Regions from separate parts of the Mus musculus genome. Here region 1 is linked to region 2. A link is a contact called in public Hi-C data. All regions are on one chromosome and are shown on one strand. Each heading gives the region's core, a stretch centred on a gene start, on an enhancer-like site or on the middle of the called end of the contact. The rest is flanking DNA. Distances are from core to core; before and after follow the strand shown. Region 1 overlaps Crhr1 (corticotropin releasing hormone receptor 1). Region 2 holds the start of Crhr1 (corticotropin releasing hormone receptor 1).

What was found. A called contact is a pair of places that touch in the nucleus more often than the background predicts.
Region 1: a contact with region 2 is called in a Hi-C map of brain, with 5 times the contacts expected there. The contact joins the enhancer-like site here to the promoter of Crhr1 in region 2. A contact is called at or near these places in 7 of 39 promoter capture datasets (cranial neural crest, embryonic stem cells, epiblast stem cells and 3 more), 25 of 484 Hi-C or Micro-C datasets (the N1E-115 cell line, brain, cerebellar granule neurons and 12 more), 12 of 115 datasets of contacts at active chromatin or transcription factors (SST interneurons, embryonic hindbrain, embryonic midbrain and 5 more) and 4 of 9 other capture datasets (adipose tissue, embryonic stem cells, liver and 1 more).

The regions. Positions count from the first base shown.
Region 1 is chr11:104,169,766-104,176,202 of GRCm38.p6, forward strand. Crhr1 (corticotropin releasing hormone receptor 1) reads left to right here. Exons shown (of 13, transcript NM_007762.5): 6 at 68-188; 7 at 357-510; 8 at 715-775; 9 at 3,146-3,218; 10 at 3,541-3,626; 11 at 3,830-3,965; 12 at 4,124-4,165; 13 at 4,623-5,758. The coding sequence ends at 4,763. Among named protein-coding and RNA genes, the nearest start is that of Sppl2c, 13 kb to the right of the region's middle. Within about 2 kb of position 1,831, at least 23 of the 459 cell types and tissues checked have an H3K27ac peak or open chromatin away from gene starts, as enhancers often do. A contact at or near this core is called in the N1E-115 cell line, brain, cerebral cortex and 2 more, where this site is marked.
Region 2 is chr11:104,127,972-104,135,126 of GRCm38.p6, forward strand. Crhr1 (corticotropin releasing hormone receptor 1) reads left to right here and starts at 4,810. Exons shown (of 13, transcript NM_007762.5): 1 at 4,810-5,133. The coding sequence starts at 5,101.

The sequences.
Region 1 (6,437 bases), core at 581-3,080, 39 kb after region 2:
CACACCCCGCCCTCGTGCTCTCTCTCCTCCTGTTGCTATGGCCACCTGCCCTCTCCCGCTGCCCCAGGAGCATCCGGTGCCTGAGGAACATCATCCACTGGAACCTCATCTCGGCTTTCATCCTGCGCAACGCCACGTGGTTTGTGGTCCAGCTCACCGTGAGCCCCGAGGTCCACCAGAGCAACGTGGTACGTCCCAGCTAGGGAAGCAGAAGAGGCCGAGCTAGATTAGGGCTACCGTGTAGGAGGGTCGGGCCTGGGTATCCACAGAACAGGAACAGGACCCCGAGGAGCCCGAGGTTGGACACTAAGGGTCTCTGGACACCCCCACGCTCATGGCATCTCTGGTCGGGGCAGGCCTGGTGCAGGCTGGTGACAGCCGCCTACAACTACTTCCACGTAACCAACTTCTTCTGGATGTTCGGTGAGGGCTGCTACCTGCACACAGCCATCGTACTCACGTACTCCACCGACCGTCTGCGCAAGTGGATGTTCGTCTGCATCGGCTGGGGTGAGCTGGGCCGGCCCTGTCCCCGCCTCTCCTCACTGAGGATGTGGGCCAGCGGGGTCAAGAGGGTGGGGTGTGCACCCTTCTTAGGGATGAGAGTAGTGGGGTTGCCATGAAGCATCAGAGCTCAGCTCCCATGAATCCTTGCTCTACCGTCGGCCCCTGACTGCCCTGGGGTCCTCCAGTGACAGTCGCTCTCTCCCTCAGGTGTGCCTTTCCCCATCATTGTGGCTTGGGCCATTGGGAAACTTTACTACGACAATGAAAAGTAAGTCACTCTGCAAGGTCAGAGCCTAGCTCTACGTACACGCCTTAGGGAACTTCGGCCATTGTCTCTCCTATAAAGACAGTGGCTTCTTCCTCAACAAAGGCACAGAGCACTGGCCTCAATTCTAGGATCCTTTCCAGTGCTCTGCCGGGGAGGTGGCACTAGACAGCCAAGGACCTAGCCTGTTATCTGTCTGGAGTTTTAAGGAGAGCAATACCCAAAGTCACACAGCCCAGGTTCTGAATTGTTGCCATCACCAAGTAGCTATGTGTGACCTTGGAGCTCATTGTCACAGCAGGCCTCAGTTTCCTCATCCATGAAATGGGCATCTTCATTTTATTTGCCACCTCAAGGCTGTAGTGGGGATGAAGGGCATCAGTGCCTACTAAGCACGAAGAATAGCATCTGCCACCCAGTAAGTGCTGCATAAATGTTTATTAACATCAAGGTATGCTTTACAAAAAAAAAAAAAAAAAAAAAAACCTGGTTCAAGTGGTTTCAAAGCCTTTTCCAGCACAACCTGAAGCCTTGCACATGGGGGACTTTCTGGCTATCCCTCACAAGGATCATATGGGAAGCTCTAGAAAGTTCTATACCTCAGGGCTCCATGCTACCAGACTGAGGTGTGGCCTGGGTAACAGGGTGGTTACTGTGTAAAGCCAAGATTGAGAACTTCGCAGAAAGACTGAGAAGGTGGGAGGAGCTGGGTCACACTTAAGCATCCCCAGCTCCCAGCTAGCTGACTGGGGGTTCACACTGACAGACGCTCCTTTCCCCTCACTGGGCTGCACAAGAAGCCCGGGGGAGTATCATCCATATTTGTGAACGTTGTTCCTTCTGCCTCAGGCTGGGGTGTTTGTGCCAAAGCAGGGTAGGCGGCAGGCTGCAGGGAGCCAGTTCACTGACAGTGGGTGCGGTATCCCGGGGAAGGGTGTGGGCGCGGGGTGGGGGTGGTATCTTCTTGGGAATGCCTGGATGGGGATGCCTGTGCTTTGTAGGATATGAAATTTTGAATAGAAGAGACTGGGAAGGAGGGAGAGGCGGAAGAAGGCAAGAGACAGGCAGCGAAGGAAAACCCAGAAAGGAGCCTGCTCCCACCCTGGAGCAGGAAGGATGCTGTAAGGTTAGGTGTGAGCAGCTCTGAAGCTCCATCTGGTGGACAAATGCTGACACTGCAGCAGAAGTGGGGGAAGATGAGCAGCGAGGCCCCGGGGTCCCAGTCTGGAGTCCACAAACAGTGGCATATGACCTGAGTGGTGTTAAGAAAACAAAAACAAAAACAAAAAAAACTTGACGTTTCAGCCAGGGGGTCACATATGCTAACTTCACATTCTGGTTTACAGCATCCATTGCAATCCCATATGCCCATAAGGACACGGGACTTCCGATTCGCCCTGTCCCTGCCTACTCCCAGGAGCTTGCCGAGTAAAGGGCAGTTCAGGAGAATGCAGAACAGGCTGACATCTTGCAATAGGTGCTAGCTGTGAAACCTTTCCCTGCATGGGCTGCACTCCCAGAGTCCCGCAGAAACTGCTGTGTGACAGGGCAGTGAGCATCGCTCAGCCATGGCCACTGCCAGAGTCTCTTGGTGGACACCAGAGAATGCAGTTGCAGTGTCAGGCTTCAGGCTGTTTCTGGATTGCTGTTTGGAGAATTCTTTCCCTGGGAAACGCAAACAAGCAAGCTACCCCTGCCTGCCAGGGACCCAACCACAAACTCAGGTGCAATTCACCTAAGTCCAGCTGAGGAAACAATGAACTTCAGGGGATGTTTACAGGGCCAGGGTAAGGAGCTATTTACAGGCGCATAGGTGACCTCAAAGTAGCCGCACCACTAGAAAGTCTCCCCACAGCATGGATAAAGACTTCCCTATGATATGAATGCACTTAACCTCCATAGAGTTAACCTCCAGTTAACTCTACAAACTCGAGCATCTCCTAAGACCATGAAGCTATGTGCAGTGGGCACCTAGAGGTGTAGGCAGACATGGCTGGAATCTCAGGCAAGGGCCCACTAACCCTCCCACTCTACTTCTCCTTTCTGTGGGAGGAATATCAACAATCAGTCCCATCTTGAGGGGTCCTTACAAGCAGCCACAACTGCGTAGATGAGGATGGTGGCTGTCACAATCAGGGGCCTTCATGGCCCCTCCCTCCACAGAGTTTGCTCCAGCTTCGCATCCTACATCAGAGGGTACCACCCACTTTGCAGACGGGTTCACTGAGGCATTGAAGGAGAGTCAGTTGGACTGGCTTTCTTGGAAATTGGGGTGCCCTTTCCTGACCACTGTCAATGACCCTGCCCTATGTTCAAGCACTACACCACTGAAAGGACTAATCCCTCTCTTCCCTTTCCTCTGTGGTCTTCTAGGTGCTGGTTTGGCAAACGTCCTGGAGTATATACTGACTACATCTACCAGGGCCCCATGATCCTGGTCCTGCTGGTAAGAGCCTCAGGAGGTAGCAGGAGACAGGCCACCATGGGGTGGGACAGTCTGTCTACCATGGACAGTATTGAGAGAAGGAGGGAGGAAGAGGGAGTACGTGCGTGCCTGTGTGTGTGTGTGTGTGTGTGTGTGTGTGTGTGTGTGTGTGTGTGTGTGTTTGTATGAGCGAGTGCAGCAGAAATACCAAGAGCAGAGCTGAGAGAGCCGAGGAAAGCCGGTCCCATCCACCCCACCCACCTCCATTTCCTGCATTTGTCCCTGCTACCCACCCCAGCCCCTGCCACCCATCCTCACTCCTTCTGGTGTGCTCCAATTGCAGATCAACTTTATCTTTCTCTTCAACATTGTCCGCATCCTCATGACCAAACTCCGAGCATCCACCACATCTGAGACTATTCAGTACAGGTACCTGGCTCCCCGGGGATGCTTCAGAGATTCCAGTGGCTCCTTTGAACCAGATCTCTTCCAAGCCAGCCAGTCAACCCAGAAACTGCAGCTCCACCTTGCCCAGTGCCTAAGACGGTCTCCCAAACCCGTCACTCTCCCCTCAAGCTAGCAGCCCCATCCCTCCCAGGTAGCCTGTGACTCCAGCCTCTGTTCCACCCTAGGAAGGCTGTGAAGGCCACTCTGGTGCTCTTGCCCCTCCTGGGCATCACCTACATGTTGTTCTTCGTCAACCCTGGGGAGGACGAGGTCTCCAGGGTTGTCTTCATCTACTTCAACTCTTTCCTGGAGTCCTTTCAGGTACCTCCATCCCTCCAGAGCTTCTCCAGCCTGGGGGCCAGATTTGCACTCATGGGTGGGGATTGCTCTGGCAGAGTCCTGGGGGACTGGGGGAGGCAGGGCTGAGCAATCTGGGCTGGTTGGACCCCACTTACCTCTGACTTCTTTCTTCCTTTCAGGGCTTCTTCGTGTCTGTGTTCTATTGTTTTCTGAACAGTGAGGTAAGGACCTAAGGCCAGGGCTGGGCTCAAAATACCGAGACTAAGGACTGTCTCCATCATATCTCTTCTGCCGTGGGCTGGCTTTCCTCCCTCTTCCCAGGTTCCCATGATATGTCTCAGGGAACCTTGAGAGCGTCCCTGTTCTTGCTGATCTGTACCTGTGTATCTTTAAGCATGGCATGGGGGTGGCTAGAAGATAAGGTCTCTGCCTCAGGGAGAGTCAGACAGGGGTTGGGACTCTGTATGGCAAAGGCAAAATTAGACTGGGGGGGGAAAAGGTGTGCCTTCCTCATTTGGGAAAACTGACTCGACAAACAGCAAACCAATAGAAGTAATTATGTGAATGTCACCACCTACTATAGAGCCTGTCACCACACCTGGTAGGTGCCTGTAGCAACCTAGAGGATGAGAGGGGTGTCCTGAGCCGGAGCTCTGATGCATTACCTTGTGCCCACAGGTCCGCTCTGCCATCCGGAAGAGGTGGCGGCGATGGCAGGACAAGCACTCCATCAGAGCCCGAGTGGCCCGCGCCATGTCCATCCCCACCTCCCCCACCAGAGTCAGCTTCCACAGCATCAAGCAGTCCACAGCAGTGTGAACCTCAGGCCACAGAGCAGCCCCCAAGACCCGAGGCTGGGGAAATGATGCAAGCTCACTAGCGAGCCTGTCTGCAGAGGCAGGCAGCCTTCCCATCCCTGCCCCTGGGATGCAGACCTGTAAGCCTGCCCAGCCGTGGACAAAGCCCATAGCACTGGGGTGGGCCCTTGGCATCTAGCTCCCTGCTGCCCATTCTCCCTGGGAAGTTGAAATGGGCATTGGGGGCTGGAAACCCTGCAGCAGTTTGATGGGCCTGTGAGCGCTGTCTTCTCCCAGAGCAGCTTACTGAAGATCTGTCGTCTTCAGGAGCTGTTGGGGAGGCCAACTGTTACCCTGGGGCATCATGGAAAACTCCCTTCTGAGACTGTAAAGTCTCTGAGTGTTAGCGATGCCTTGGGATGCTACCGAGGACCAACATGGTCCAGTCAGGAGACCGGGAGATAGCGGTAGAAATCTGGGAACGTCATCAGATGGCACTCCACCTCCCTACAAGTCACTCCTGAGCCACCAGGATTTCATCAGCACTGTGGCACTGCCACTGGAAAGCCCTGCCTTGCTGCTTTGCTGCCCTGCACCTTTAGACATTTACTATTCTGCAGGCCAAGCCAGCTTTCTGTCACTTATCCACTGACAGCAACGGTCCCCTCGCCCCCAAATCCTCCCACCTCTGGGTATCTTCTAACCTGTGAGAAGATGGGGGTCGGGAAGGGGACTTGAGTTGCCAGGAACCAGAGTGGGCCCAGTCTATGAGGAAGGAGTGGCCCCTGGGTACCCAGGCCACTGGCTTCAGTGGCTGGCCTCTTGAACACAGTCACAAGCTGGGGGAAGGATCTATTCAAGTGCCCTGACCAGCGACAGGTGGCTCCTGGGACAACTAACTAACTAAGCCCTTGCTCCCAGGCTTGGAATGGCCCAGTCCTCAGTGGGTAGGAGAGCTGAGGAGCCGCAGCAGGACTGAGGTGGGGGTGATATAAATAATATTTATCTTTTCAACTACCTTTGTGAAGACGTTCACTCTGCTGGGGCTGGGAGTGAGCCAGAGGGTGGCCTCTGAGAAGTAGCCAGTAGGGGCAAGAATTCCTGTGTGGCAGGAAGCTTGATACATCTCATACAATTCAGGTTGAGCCTGAGGGCCAGACATGAACTCCAGACGTGAAGGTATGGATGCTTGTCAAGTAATAGCTCTTGGCAAGGCGGTGAGACCTGGAGAGAAGAGTCGTGGGCTTCCGTGCAGGTTACCACGCAGAGAGGGTTAGCATGGACAGTGAGACCAGGCTGAAGTGGGGCCCAGTTCTGTGGGGGAGAACTAGGCAGCAGTTAGGGAGGCTGAGCAGCCTATGGTGCTGGAGTCTTCCCAGATACACACATGGAGACTTGGTGACCGGGGCACTCTCAAGACAGCACTGGAGTGGGTAAGGCCAAGGAAGGAGAGAAAGAGAAAGGCAGATGACATACAAGTACCATGGCAGGCAGCTGGGACTCTGGCCTGCCAAGGAGCCTGGGACACAGGACGAGGGAGCAGAGTTGGGATACTGGTCTACCAACTCTTACCATCCCTCACTCGCTGATTCGAGCTGTCCCTGCATTTGCCACATTCAGGGAGCCACAGAGTCATCAGACACAGCACACCGCAAACCTCCCAAAGCAAGCACAGGGGTGATGGGTGGGACTCCTA
Region 2 (7,155 bases), core at 3,560-6,059:
ATTAAGGGCAGTGTTGGTTACATCTCTAGAGTGATAATATTAGTGATGGCCGTTTATAATATTTAATAATAAAAATAGCAGCTGGGCCGGGGGCGTGGCTTAGTTGGTAAAACAGTTGCCGGAAGCCTTGGGGTTCATCCGAAGCACTTCAGAAAGCAGGCATGGTGACACATTCCTGTTAGTCCCAGACCTTGAGGCGAGGAGGCAGGAAAATTAGAAGGTCAAATCGTCCTTGGCTATTTGGTGAGTTGAAGGCCAATCTGGGCTATATAATAATCTCTCTCCAAAGAAAAGGGAAAAAGCAAAGGAAATGGCTCAGCAGGTAAAAGTGCACACAAGTCCACACAAGTCTGATGACCTGAGTTCCATCCCTGGAATCCACATAAGATCCAGATGCAGTGGTACATGATCCTACAGCAAGATGGGAGAGAGAGAGCTCCCCGGAAGCTCAAGGGGCAGCGAGCCTGGAATGGACGCAGCACAAGCAGGACTTCAAGAGACCCTGCCTCAAAAATGGGATCAAGGGCTTTTGACCTGGCTCAGCACATAAAGATGCATACTATTCAAGTCTTAGACTGGTGGCCTGATTTAAATCCCTGGAAACCCACGTAAAGGTGAAAGGAGAGAAATAACATTATAAAGTTGTCCTCTGAGCTCCACGTGGATGTCATAGCATGTATGCTCACACTCAATAAATAATAATAATTTGTTCATTTGTTTTTCAAGATAGGGTTTCTCTGTATAGCCCTGGCTGACCTGGAACTCACTCTGTAGACCAGGCTGGCCTGAAATTTACAGAGAGCCACCTGCCTCTGCCTTCCGAGTGCTAGTCCACTATCTGGCTAATATTTTTTAATAATTGTTTTAATTTTTAAGTGTGGAAATTGAGAAGTGACTTCTGAGAGTTGTCCTCTGACTTCCACACACAGGCCGGAGCATGAGTGTGTGCCTCCACTCACACAGAGTAATAATCAATACAATGTTAAAAAAAATAATAATTTAAATGGCTGGGTGGTGGTAAGCACCTTTAACCTCAGCACCTGGGAGGCAGAGGCAGGTGGATCTCTGAGTTCAAGGCCAGCCTGGTCTACAGAGCAAGTTTCAGGACAGCCAGGGCTACACAGATCCTGAAAGAAAAAAAACAACAAAACAAGCAAACAAAAACCCTGATGAAAGAGAGAGGTGGGGGAGGGAGGAGAGGGAGAGATGGCATTGCACATAAAGCACTTTACACACTGTATTTACTGAGAGCAAGGGGCATATGGTACTGAACAGATACATCCCTCCCTCCCTTCCTCCCTTCCTCCCTCCCTCCCTCCCTCCCTCCAGATCCTGCAAAAGCCTTGCCTCCTCTATAGACTCTTCCCTATTGGCCAGGAAGGATTAATATTCCTGCCTCTGTGGCCATAGTGTGCCCTGCCTATTGTTGACCCAATTTTGCTAGCTTTTAATAATTTATTCGAGTGTCTGTATCCCACTCCAAGCTGTGAACACCTTGAGGACTAGGACCCTGGCACATTAATCATTATTAGCGTTGGCATCCCACGGTGACTGGCATATAGTTGCTGCTCATTAAATGTTTGTTGATTAAGTGGAATAACTAACACTGTCTCCCAGTGTCCCTGGGATTTTTAAAGACAGCTCTCTCTGCAAGGCTACTTCCCTGGCTCCATCCTTGAGACTGGGGCTACGGCAAGTATGATCTATACACTGATGTGGGTCTGCCAACTGTGTTGCCAAGGTGTGACAAGCTTAGCGGAAAACAGAGAATAAGCATCCAAGCATGTCAAAGCAACCTGGTAGAGTTGTGTGGGTCTACTGGATCCTCTCGGGCTTTAATTGTGCCTTTATTTTTATTTTTAATTTCACTTCCTAGTCACTTATTCCCATTGTATTTGCAATAGCGTCACCTGTGACCAATTAGAACATTAAAAATAGCTAGGTTTGATGGAGCGTGCCTGTAATTTCAGCACTTGGGAGATTGAAGAAAGAAAATTGTCATGAGTTAGAGGTCAGTCTGGGATAGAGAGGGAAATTCCAGGAGAGCCTGGGCTACTGAGACCCTGCTGCAATAAATATTAGGCCTGGTTCTTAGTCACAGGTAATCTGAGAGGAGTGTCACACACACACACACACACACACACACACACACACACACACACACCGACTTTACATCTATCTGATATCTAGAAGACTGTTTGGGTTACGTATGCTGCTCCTTTCTTTGGAAGTGTTACTGGAGAGAAAGCTGATTCCTGCTTGGACCTAGACTGAACAGAGGGCAAGGAGGGTGGGGGGGATAGAAAGAGAGTGTGGGAAGTCTCCATCTGGGGAAAGAAGGCTCCTCTGGGAAGAGTGTGGTGAGACTGTAGGACATGCCCTGAACATCAGGCTGTGGGGACGGGATGATGGCAGACATAGAGCTGCTACAGAGCAGAGCAGAGCCAAGCTTTGGAAAGTAAAAGGTTTGCAGTTTCCAGACAAATACAAGGGGATACTGTGAACTATTGAACTGTGGCTCTCAGAACAAGTTGGATCCTGGCATGAAACCCAAGCCCCGGCTTCAGCCTGGGGTCCTGACAGAGGTTAGTTAGGTCAGGGAATTAACACAACCAGGGTGACTGTGTTGGACACAGCTGGACTGGCTGGAGACACTTCAGGGAGGAGGCTCAGAGCCAGAAGAACCAGAGGCGATTTCTGTGAACTGATGGCATTAGCATATTTAAAGATCATGTCAAGGGGAGGAGGGTGAGCTCAGAGCCAAAATCTGCTGCTTACTGAGCCCCAGGAATCAGAATCCAGAGAAGGGCAGCCCTGGGGCTGTCCTTCCTCCAGGGACTGTGCTCCAAGGCCAGGACTGAGATTTGGCCCTGGGGACCAGCTAGCCTCCCCTCCCCTCCCTCCTCCCATCCCTCAGTCCAGGGTTCCAGGGCCCTTCTCAAGAATTTATTTCCTGCCAAGGATTTCCTGGAAGAACACCGGGCCCACTCTATCTTGATGATGACCATGAGAGGAACTACATATCAGACACTACGCCAAGCACTTCCTCACGAACAACCCTAGGAGGTGCGCCTTCCTGTGTCTGTTTAATAAGCACGAATATTGAGGCCCCCGCTAAATCATTTTCTAGAGCTCTTCAGTTTGAACCTGGAAGAGCCTAGACTCCAGCCCCATCTGCCTGACTAGTAGGCTACCTGGTCACTCTGCATTTCCCTTTTGCTGGTAACAGCGGGTACTCTAAGTCGGCAGTCTGGTTAGTATGTCCAGACATCCATCTCTCTGGGGCTGACTGATGTGAGTCACTGCTTTGAACTGAAGACTTCAGGACTTTGCTTCACTGAACTGTGCATGCACAATGGCTAAGCCAATGTGACCAGTGGGTTTAATCAATGATCCGCCCGACTCTGCACCCCTACCCCATCCGAGCCAAGACCGCCAGGGACACTGAGTTGGGAATTAGGAAGGAGGGTGCCAACTGTGGGGATTTGGACAATCCACGCTCCCCTGTGCCTCAGTTTCCTCACTAGTAAACTGTCACATGACCTACAGCAACTCCAGCTCCAAAATGACTATTGCCTGGGCCTCTAAGCTGTGGATCTTGTCCAGTGTGCTGAGAACACAATGTAAGGAAGGGGAGTTGCACAAAGTAGTGTCCAGAGTCGCCAAGCTCCGCTACATTTTAAAATAAGCTGGTTCCCCCACTAGGACCTTGCCTCTCTCTTTGTGCTTCTGTGTACTCAAGATGGAGACCCGGACCTGAGAGGTGAAGATGTTTCTACCCCGACACTCCTTTTCTCCTTCTCTATCTCTCGCTGGGGAAGGAAAGGGGGATGGGGGAAGGAAATCAAAAGAACAATCCACCTAACTGGCCTGAAGGTGGCGAGAGCTGGTTTTAAGGCTGGAAGTGGAATTAGAAAGCCAACCTAGACGAAGACCCGGAGGTCTGGCGGGACAGCCCGCTCCAGCCCCGAGAGCTTGGCCAAGAGGGGGCGCTGTGGCCCCCTCCACGCCCTTCGGGCTGGATTCCCAGCTGCGTCCACAGCGTTGCGGCGCAATGCGCGCCCTGCTTTCCCCTCCTTACAGACTAGGTGCCCAGTCCGCTGTCACCACTTATCTTGGGGCCTGGACCAAAAAGACAGACGTTCAGTTCCAAAAACGAATGAATGAATGAGTGAACGAACGAACGAAGGATTCAAAAAGGAAGGGTTCCCGCCGCAGAGCATCAGTGTCCCAGCACATCCTAGGTGTGTTTAGGCCAAAGGCGCGCGGATCGGGAGGGGGATTCGGGCCCGGCCTCCCCTCCCCACTAAATTGGGGGCGGAGGTGAACCTCCTGGATGGCTGCAGGGCGGGAACCACCCAAATGTAGTTCTCAGCTTCTTTTTCCACGCAGGCTGAGTTTTGTGGAAATCGCCCTATTCCCCAGCGCCTACTAGCCTTCTAAATCCCGCCCCCCGAGCCCCACAAGTACCCCGGGATCCCCCGGACTCTTTTGGTCCGGACATCCAGCCTCACAGGAGGCTAGAGAAGAAAGGCTGCCTGCTCTCCAGCAGCCGCCTCCCGGATCCCCGGTTTTTCCCTAGCTGCGGTGGCAGCCGCCGCCGCCTGTGCGCCCCGCGCACTGCCGCAAGCCGGGGTGCGGGGAGAGGGGGTTCAGCACGGCCAGGGTGCGGGGATCCGGGCCGGGGTTGGGCAGTGGACCGAGGAGACCGGAGCCTGCAGCCAGCGGAGGGGCGAGGAGCGGAGGAGGGACAGGAGGGGAGCGGAGGGAGAAAGAGGAGGGGACACGAGGCGAGGGGGCGGGGAGCAGAGGCGAGAGGCAGGCGGACCGTGGGGGAGGCGACCGGGCTAGGCGGGATCCAGGCAGGAGAGAGGTAGCTGTGGGCCCAGCTGAGTGGGGAGAAGGCGACCAGACTTGCTCGCGCAGGGCGAGCCAGAGCCTGCCGGTGGGGCGGGGCGGGAGGGTGCGAAGCCGGGCGCCTGGGAGCAGCTCAGCGACCCGGGAGACTGGCCGCCCAACGGAGACCGCAGCCGCCCGCTCTTCGCTCTGGGATGTCGGAGCGATCCTGGCATCCAGGACGCTGACAGAGCGAGCCCGAGGATGGGACAGCGCCCGCAGCTCCGGCTCGTGAAGGTAAGAGAGGACCGACCTCCGGGTAATCAGAGGCGCTCCGGGCCGAACGAGCGCGGGACAGGCGTGGGCAGGGGTGCCGGAGGAGAGGATCGGGGAACCCGGCGCCACCCGGGAGGTTGGGGTTCAACCTGACGTCCTCTACCTGGACCTCTAAAGCCGGGCTTCGGAGACAGAGGGACAACTCTGGTGGAAAAAGAATGGGTGATGGTGAAACCGCTGCGGCGCCAGAGGAGGAGGGGGTCCGCCCACTCGAAGAACCGGCTTTGCGCGAAGAATCGCTGCAATCTTTGGGGCCGAAGCGCCATCCCCCTTAAGGCTCTGGATGGGATCCTGTCCCTGCTGGACACCCTCCGAGCCGGCCCTGTCCCGGTCTCAGGCGCTCTTTCCTGCCGGTTTTCCTCCGTAGAAAGCTTCAGATTCCGGAGATAGATGCGGCCCGCGAGTCGCGGCCCTTCATCGACTTAGCATCTCTGAGAGGCGATGGTGCGCGCACCCCAGTGTCCGGCCGATCCTCCGGGGTGCCACAGCCCCCCGGAGCGCAACGCATTCTCTCACTGGGCTCGCTCCTGCCACCGGGCTGGAGAAGCGGAGTTTCAGAAAGTCTTCAGAAGGCGTTTACAGTGCCTACTGGCTAAAGTTGGGGGCGATCTGGGGCTGCGCGGGGGTGGACAGAGCCCGGGAAGAGCTAGGTGCTTCGCAGCCAGGCCCGCAGCCTAAGGACAGGCGCCACTTCGCCGGCGCGTCCCGGAGCGCGCGCGCTCACTGGGTACCAGCACCTCAGCCCTGGTGCTGGAGAAGGTGAGTGGGCCTGGCGCTGCCGCCCGGCAGCCCCAATTGCCATGCCTGGGTCTCCGGACCGCTCAGGGCTGACATGGACCTCCTGAACCACAAGCCGAAGCACCGGGTTAACTGTGGCCAGGAAAGGCGATTGCGTTCAAAAGATCTAAGTGGTTGGGAGGAGCAGTGCGAATTGACTGGCTTTGATTTTTCCGTCAGTTATTAAGCCGACTGCTTTTACTTGTTCGAAAAGCATTTGAGTTAAACCACCACGCGTTTAAAATGTCCCCCCTCTCCACATACTCAAAGGTTGTCTTCAAATCTAAGGGAGTCTCAGTGAACCTAAGGGCTGGAGCCAGAGATTATTTTTGGGGTGACCAAAGTCTTCTACAAAGAAGTTAGGGAGACTCTTGGAGGTTGTATAGATAAGCAGCAATGGAGGTCTTTTCCCAAGGATTCCTGTGTACTGAGCCTTGATCTAAATTCACAGGGGTTAAAAATGAAGCCTCTTAAGCAAATTCAAAAATTTGGGCTGTGGATATTTTTTTTTTCAAGTTTACATGGAAATCAATGAAGGTTCTTTCTGAGGCCATTCTTAGAACCGTGTGAAATGACCTGTTTGGCATGTTCACAGTTTCTTAAGATAAAAGGTACTTTTTTTTCCTCTTGTTCCTACTGGCTAGTGGGAGTTGGGGGACTTGTCTTACATGATACATTCAGCGTGTGCCCAGGAAATGGGGAGTGAGAGTCGGTGACTGTGATATTTGTGTGGTCTGTACACATTTCCCAGTGTTAGTCTCGTTGCTTTATAAATATTAAGTCATGTAGTCGTCATAATAGTCCAAGAAGTAAGAATTATATCCTAGGCATAGAGGATTGAGCCTACTTGTTCAGAAAGCGGCACCATGAGCTTGTCAGTCAGCAAGCCTGACCGTGCCCTTAGCGCCTGCACACAGATTTCAAACCCAGTACTCCAAGCCTAAGACTCTGTTTTGTTAAATTCAAACTTAAATCTCATGCTTAGTGCCTACCAGCTGAGAATCTGAGCGTTTCATCAGTTTGAACATATGAATCTAGGGAACTTGGAGATCGTGCAAAAACCAGCTCTTTCACTGATGATTGGCAGGCAAGCTATGCTTGGAAAAGGGTCACTCGGGGGCTATAGTGTGCATTTCTCATTGAACTTGTTATAGAACATTGTGGGAGAGTGCAAGAAAGATGAGGAGTGTGTGTGCATGGGTGTGG